Linked DNA regions of Mus musculus: region 2 is linked to region 1. A link is a contact called in public Micro-C data. All regions are on one chromosome and are shown on one strand. Each heading gives the region's core, a stretch centred on a gene start, on an enhancer-like site or on the middle of the called end of the contact. The rest is flanking DNA. Distances are from core to core; before and after follow the strand shown.

What was found. A called contact is a pair of places that touch in the nucleus more often than the background predicts.
Region 2: a Micro-C map of palatal mesenchyme shows a contact between it and region 1, with 2.2 times the contacts expected there. The contact joins two enhancer-like sites. A contact is called at or near these places in 2 of 39 promoter capture datasets (embryonic stem cells and liver), 3 of 484 Hi-C or Micro-C datasets (bone marrow-derived macrophages, cerebral cortex and palatal mesenchyme), 4 of 115 datasets of contacts at active chromatin or transcription factors (bone marrow-derived macrophages, differentiating embryonic stem cells, embryonic basal ganglia and 1 more) and 2 of 9 other capture datasets (adipose tissue and liver).

What each region holds. Positions count from the first base shown.
Region 1 is chr1:161,998,684-162,001,725 of GRCm38.p6, reverse strand. The region is part of intron 20 of Dnm3 (dynamin 3); the gene reads left to right. Among named protein-coding and RNA genes, the nearest start is that of 2810442N19Rik, 4.8 kb to the left of the region's middle. Within about 2 kb of position 1,590, at least 169 of the 459 cell types and tissues checked have an H3K27ac peak or open chromatin away from gene starts, as enhancers often do. A contact at or near this core is called in palatal mesenchyme, where this site is marked.
Region 2 is chr1:162,357,891-162,361,014 of GRCm38.p6, reverse strand. The region is part of intron 2 of Dnm3 (dynamin 3); the gene reads left to right. Among named protein-coding and RNA genes, the nearest start is that of Gm39688, 21 kb to the left of the region's middle. Within about 2 kb of position 1,569, at least 16 of the 459 cell types and tissues checked have an H3K27ac peak or open chromatin away from gene starts, as enhancers often do. A contact at or near this core is called in palatal mesenchyme, where this site is marked.

The DNA.
Region 1 (3,042 bases), core at 341-2,840:
TTATCCATCCCTGCCCCGACTTCCTTTGTCTTCCTGGCCCCACACATCATTCTATAGAGCAGTCTTCCACTGGTTCCTTATGGTGGACACCTGCCTTCTGGCTGTGTTTGGCAGGCCGGCAGGATGAGGTAATAATCAGAAGAGAATGTTCTGGGTCTTTGGCCACATCCACGTACGGCTTTACTCAAAACAGCTCTCTGTGGGTGAGAACAGAGCGGCTCTGAGATCCCTCTGTCTAACATTCTGTGGAAGCCTGGAAGAACAATGGAAATATAAATGATAGCTACCTTAGCCCATCCTTTCAAAGCTTTTTACGCACAGATGTGCAGGGAAATGAGAACTTCGCACTTATGAACAGTTTTGGCTCTATTTCCTCTGAGTCCAACCGTCTTCTTAAGCACTCTTCTCCCTGTGGCTATGCAGCACCGGATATTTTTTTTTTTTCCTAAGAGCATATTTTGTGAAGGATTTCTCCAGGGCAATGGCAATCTTTGTAAGACAGATGCCTGAAGGACATATGGTTTCCATACATTTTCTGTCTAGACTGGCTTTATTTAGTGACTCTTGGTCTGAACTGGTCTAGTTAAAGTTTCTCCAGGAGCTTGTATAAAACTTTTAGATGTGGACATACCATTAAGGTGTAAAACAAAAACCTTGCCTTCATATTGGCAAGAGAGTAGAAGGGGTCGTTGGCCACTTTCCTCTAGACGAAGTTGTTCTGATCACATTGAATGTCCACTCACCCATTGCACCTCCAAACACTGCCAAGAATAGAGGGGAACTCTTAGTCTGTAAACTCCTCACTGTTTTCCTGAATAAATTCTTTGCATTGCTTGTGCATGTGTGTGCGTGTGTGTATGTTGTGTGTATGTGTGTGTGTCTGTGTGTATGTGTGTGTCTGTGTGTGTGTGTATCTGTGTGTGTGTCTGTGTGTGTGTGTCTGTGTGTGCATGTTTATGTGTCTGTGTGTGTGTATGTCTGTGTCTGTGTGTGTGTGTGTGTTGTATGTGTATGTCTCTGTGTGTGTGTGTCTGTGTGTGTGTGTATCTGTGTGTCTGTGTGTGTGTGTCTGTGTGTGTGTGTGTCTGTGTATGCGCGTGTGTGTGTCTGTGTATGTTGTATGTGTATGTCTGTGTGTGTGTGTGTGTCTGTGTGTGTCTGTGTGTGTGTGAAAGCTCTAATTCCTTCTTTACATGGCCCAGGGGACCTATGATTTCTTGCCCTTTTAGCACCAATTTTTACAAACACAGCATTTTTTTTTTCCTGACTTGAAGGAGAAGAAAAACCACCCAACAAGCCACTGAGTAAGGGACTTAGCCATTTGGCATTTCGGTAGCTCCTTCAACCAACAATGAAAATTCTGTTTTAAAATGTGGTTTCTGGGCCAGTGTTCAAGGCTGCTCTAGAAACAATAAGATCCTTTCAGAGGGAAAGAATAACTTCGAGGCTTGCCCAGAAGTCAGCTCTGCTCCCTCTTTTGTGGGAACCCCAGACCTATTTTACTGCCTCACAACTACAGGCTCCTGCAAAAGAGACACTGTGGGCCACTCTGCACGTGTCCCGCCTCCCCCAAGTGCCATTGCTTGCTCTGAGCATTTAATTGGTCTTCCTTACATATTTGTTCGCTGGCATGGCAGCTCAAAAGGCACAGTGCCTCTCTGTTTTTCTGTTTGCTTTCATTTGTTTCTTTTGTTTTTTTAAATGTTGAGCTTCAAAGGCATATTAGAGCTCCCCCTGCTGGATGTTTTTTAGAACACTGTTTGAGTTAGCCAGCAGTACAGGGCAACTCTTTGTCTCCAATTTTTGCCAGTTAAAGGGCAAAAAAGTACTGTGTGGTGCATTTAAAACTGGCCTTTTGACTCACCAGCTGTCATTTAGTCCTTTCTATATCCTCAGATTCTGTGCGTTTATTTTGTAACAGCAAAGCAATTTTTCAAAAAGAATTTGCCTGTTCACAGCCGCTCTGAAACAGTTACACTCTCTGAAATTCCCCCCTCATCGTCCTAGAAGGCAAGAAGGGCTCTCTCATCTCTTCTAAAGCATTAGTGAGTCCTACTGTCTCACAGAGGTGCGAACCGCTGTCTTTTCCTTCCCTGCTCCTGCCCTTTCTTTTCCATGACTTCAAATGACAGGAGACTATATACCCCGGAAGTGGAAACCTCCACTAGGGATAGCTGCCTCTGGGTACCTCCTTCAGAACTTCACTTCCTTCCTTTGGATGTTAAAGTCAGATCCTCCCTCTCCTGGCGCCTAAGGTGGGAGGGAGGTGAGGGCCAGGAAGAAAAAGGGAAGTCAGAGAATTAGAGGAAAGGATGTTAGTCCCCTACTTTAATGGGAATGGGCTCTATGGTACAAAGCCCCAAAGGGAGTTCTATTTCTAGGGAAAGAAGGGAGAGGGAGGAAAGGGGGGGAGGGGAAAGGAAGATGGGTGGCAGAATGAGAAGATGCTAAGGAATAGGGAGAAAGAGGAGGATAGGAAGGAGGGAGGGAATTCACTGGAAGGAGTGTCATGTCATCTGACTTAATTCAATGGCCATATGCTGCAAATGTCTGGAAAAATCGGGCCCTACCCCCTGTTTTCTCAGGCTCTGTTCTTAAGTCCACTTCTCTCTACCTTCTTCATCCCCTTCCTTCCTCTCCTCGCCTTAACTGTCATTAGTGATATAGTACAGAGGCCACTGTAGAAAACGAAATATCACATCTAGTCTTGTAAACACCACAGTTTCATACAACTAAACATTCTCTAGGTCATTTCCTCATTTTAGCAGCTCCAAACAAGTCACATGATACTTGTGGCAAAGGGTGGGGTGACGTTTGATTTTCTAAATAGCATCACTTGTCCAGCTTACTTTCTTTATAGGCACCCATTCCTATTCCTGGAATGTCAGACCCTCAACTTCCCCTGTGCTCTAGAATCAATCCCTCCCTCCCCTCTCCTCCTCCTGCTTCTTCTTCTTTTTCTTCTTCTTCTTCTTCTTCTTCTTCTTCTTCTTCTTCTTCTTCTTCTTCTTCTCCTTCTCCTTCTCCTTCTCCTTCTCCTTC
Region 2 (3,124 bases), core at 320-2,819, 360 kb before region 1:
TTGCTGGGTTTAACTGAATATTGCAAATGGCAAAGCATCAGTTTTTTCCCCATCCTGTAAGATTTGACTTTATAGGAAGATCCCCATCCTGCCTGGCAGATCTGAACCCAGAGGTAGATATGGGTTAAGCCCAAATCGCCATGCTTGCTGCGGTTATTTTGGTTACTCATTTAGACTCCTCCTACAGCTCGCTGCTGCATGGGCTTTCTCTTTCACTCTTTCTGTAACTTACATTGTGAGTAGAAATACTATTATTGTACAATTAGTAAACAATGAAAATATATGCAAGCATTTTTAGTTTTTCAATTTAGTTTTGTTTTGAATTCTAAGTTTTATTTTTATTTTGTGTGTATGAATATTTTTGCCTGCATACATGTACTTGCAACGTCAATGCCTGTAGAAGCCAGAAGAAGGCACTGATCCCCAGGAACTCTAGTTACTGATACATGAGTTACCATGTGTGCGCCTGGAACTGAACCCAGGTCCTCTGCACAAGCAGTAAGTGTTCTTAACTACTCAGCCATCTCTCCAGCCCATAAACCAAACCAAACCAAACATTTATTTTACATTTATTTCATAGTGTGTTCTTGTATGTTTGCATTTTTGTGTGTTCCTGTGTGTTTGTATTTTTTGTGTGTTCGTGTGTGTGTGTGTGTGTGAGAGAGAGAGAGAGAGACACACACATATACACACACACACACACACACACACAGAGAGAGAGAGAGAGAGAGAGAGAGAGAGAAGATAATTTGAGGATATAGGCCCTCTTCTACTGTAAGGGTTCCAGGATCAAACTCAGGTCATCAGCCTTAGCATCACTGAGCCATCTAGCTGGCTCCAGAAATGTTTTCAGTCACTGACTTGAGACATGCATGACAAGTTCTCACCCTCAAGGGTGGATGTCACCCCCCCCCCATCAGCCTCACTCCAACCTGCTGTTTCCTTCCACTTTATGGATGGGCTGCTGGGGTTGTCTTGTTCTTTCTGGCCTCTCACTGCCTCTTCCCTGAGACACAGCTTCAGCATCTCCTGCTTCTTGCTCTTACGTTGTCACTTCTCCTGTAACACTCGACAGAAGCTGTCAGTGTTCACCTGTGAACACGCTGTTTGTTTGCATGTATCCCAGGGCGCTCTCTTGACTTCACATTCTGTCCCAGACTCAGGCCACAGTTCTCTTGCTTTCACAACAAAACTCCTTAACAGCGTTGCTGATCATCGGTCTCTACTTCCTGGCTTTTTGCTTTCCTATAATCCCAAATGAGTTATCCTTTCTCCCACACTTCCACTGTGGCTTCTTACTAATGTCCTGAAGGACCTGGAAGGTCTTCACCTTTCTATTGGACTTCAGCTCACCTCTCTTGAGTTTTCTCTCAGCCCTCCACCTCTGTTTCCGATTACCACACCGGGGCCCAGTGCCCTGAGCCTTTCTGAATATAACGAGTTCCAAATATATATGTTTATCTAGCTCAGACTTCTCCCTGCATGACAGACTCTAGGAATGTAGCCCCAGAGGCATTTCTGTGCTAATTAGAAAAAGCTACCTTGTTGTTTTGGCTGCAAGCTCTTGGCTGCCATCTTCTGGGGGAGTCTGCAGCATCCACACACACTGGATTAAACTGAACCAACTGCATTGGTACAACCCTCATCGGGAGTAGATGCCCTGTGTGTGTGTGTGTGTGTGTGTGTGTGCGCGCGCGCATGCATGTGCATGCTCACATGCAGCTCAGTGAGTTCCCACCTTGGACTCCTCATTTCTGCCTCCTTCCCCATCCTGTCCCAGGCCCTTCCTTCCAGTTTCTTCTACTTCAGAATTCTTCTGATTGCTGAGGTGGATTCCTGTGAAGCCACTGTTAGCACCCTCTTCTCCTGCAGCCCAACGGGAACCCATCAGTAGATCATCTTCTCTTCCCTTCAGAGTATGTTAGAATTCAACCATTTCTCAACTCTTTGGTGTCCAAGAGTTGCTCCAAGCCCCTTCTGCTATTACTTGGATTATTATAGTGTCTGCTTCCTCTAGCTCCCCATTGTGTCCCCCTTAATCCAGCATCCAGTGCCACTCATTTCAATGTCTTCATATTTTCTCCCTAGCCCCTGTCCCTCTGTAGTCTACATTATCACTCAGGGTAAGCACAAAGTCCCCTAGAATGAATGGCTCTCCATCATCCGAGCCTGCTCCTACCTCCAACCACAGCTGCCTTCATTCTCCTCTCTAGCAAGCTCAGCATGCCGTGACTGCAATCACTCTGTCTAAATGCTCTTACACACAGAGATAGCTTGCTCCCTCCTGTTCTTCAATTGTTGCTCAAATGCCACTTTATCATATCAAAGAAGCCTCAAAATATTGCTCCAGAATTCCCCACAATATCCAGCCCCCCTGTCTTCCCAGCCCCCCATGTCTTTCCAACCCCCCTGTCTTTCATTGTCTCTGCCACTCTTGCCAACTGGCAGGTACACAGGTACACATTGCTACCACGTAGCTTCATTACATAGTGACCTTGCGAGCAGTGGTTTTCTTCCCCCTCTGTTAAGCCTCAGTTTCTGCAAGTAGATTTTAAAGAGGATTCTTCAATTAACTAAGTATAAATAAAGACATCGCAGAATCCATTTGTGGGACACAAAGGTTTCTGATAATCCTGCACGCAGAAACTCTCCAAGTTCTAGGATAAAGGTATTTTCTGGAGTCCAGAAGTGAATTTAAATCGAAATTGGCAACCTCAGTGATTTTCTAACCTTCTGGAAGGACGCTGGCTGGGTTCCTGCAGAAAGAGCGAGTAGGTGCCATCTAGTGGTGACCAAGGAGACCCGCTTTGTGCTACACAAATTGTCAGTGGTAAGTTTTTATTAATTTAACTGACAATTTGACACAATTGTGTAATATATTATAAACATATTCAATCCTTCTGGCTCTCTTTTATCCCCCCTCATACGCCTAAAGACATTACTCTTCTCAACCAGTCTCTTGTACTTTCGTGACATATTATCACATGAAGGTCCTGTACAACCACCCCAGCTGCTACGCTTCACGACTCCATCAACCACAGCATATCCAGAAGACAGTGTTTTATAGACCCCCCCCCAGGTCTTATGGACTTCCCTCCCCTTTTCCATGATGCACCCTCGGTCT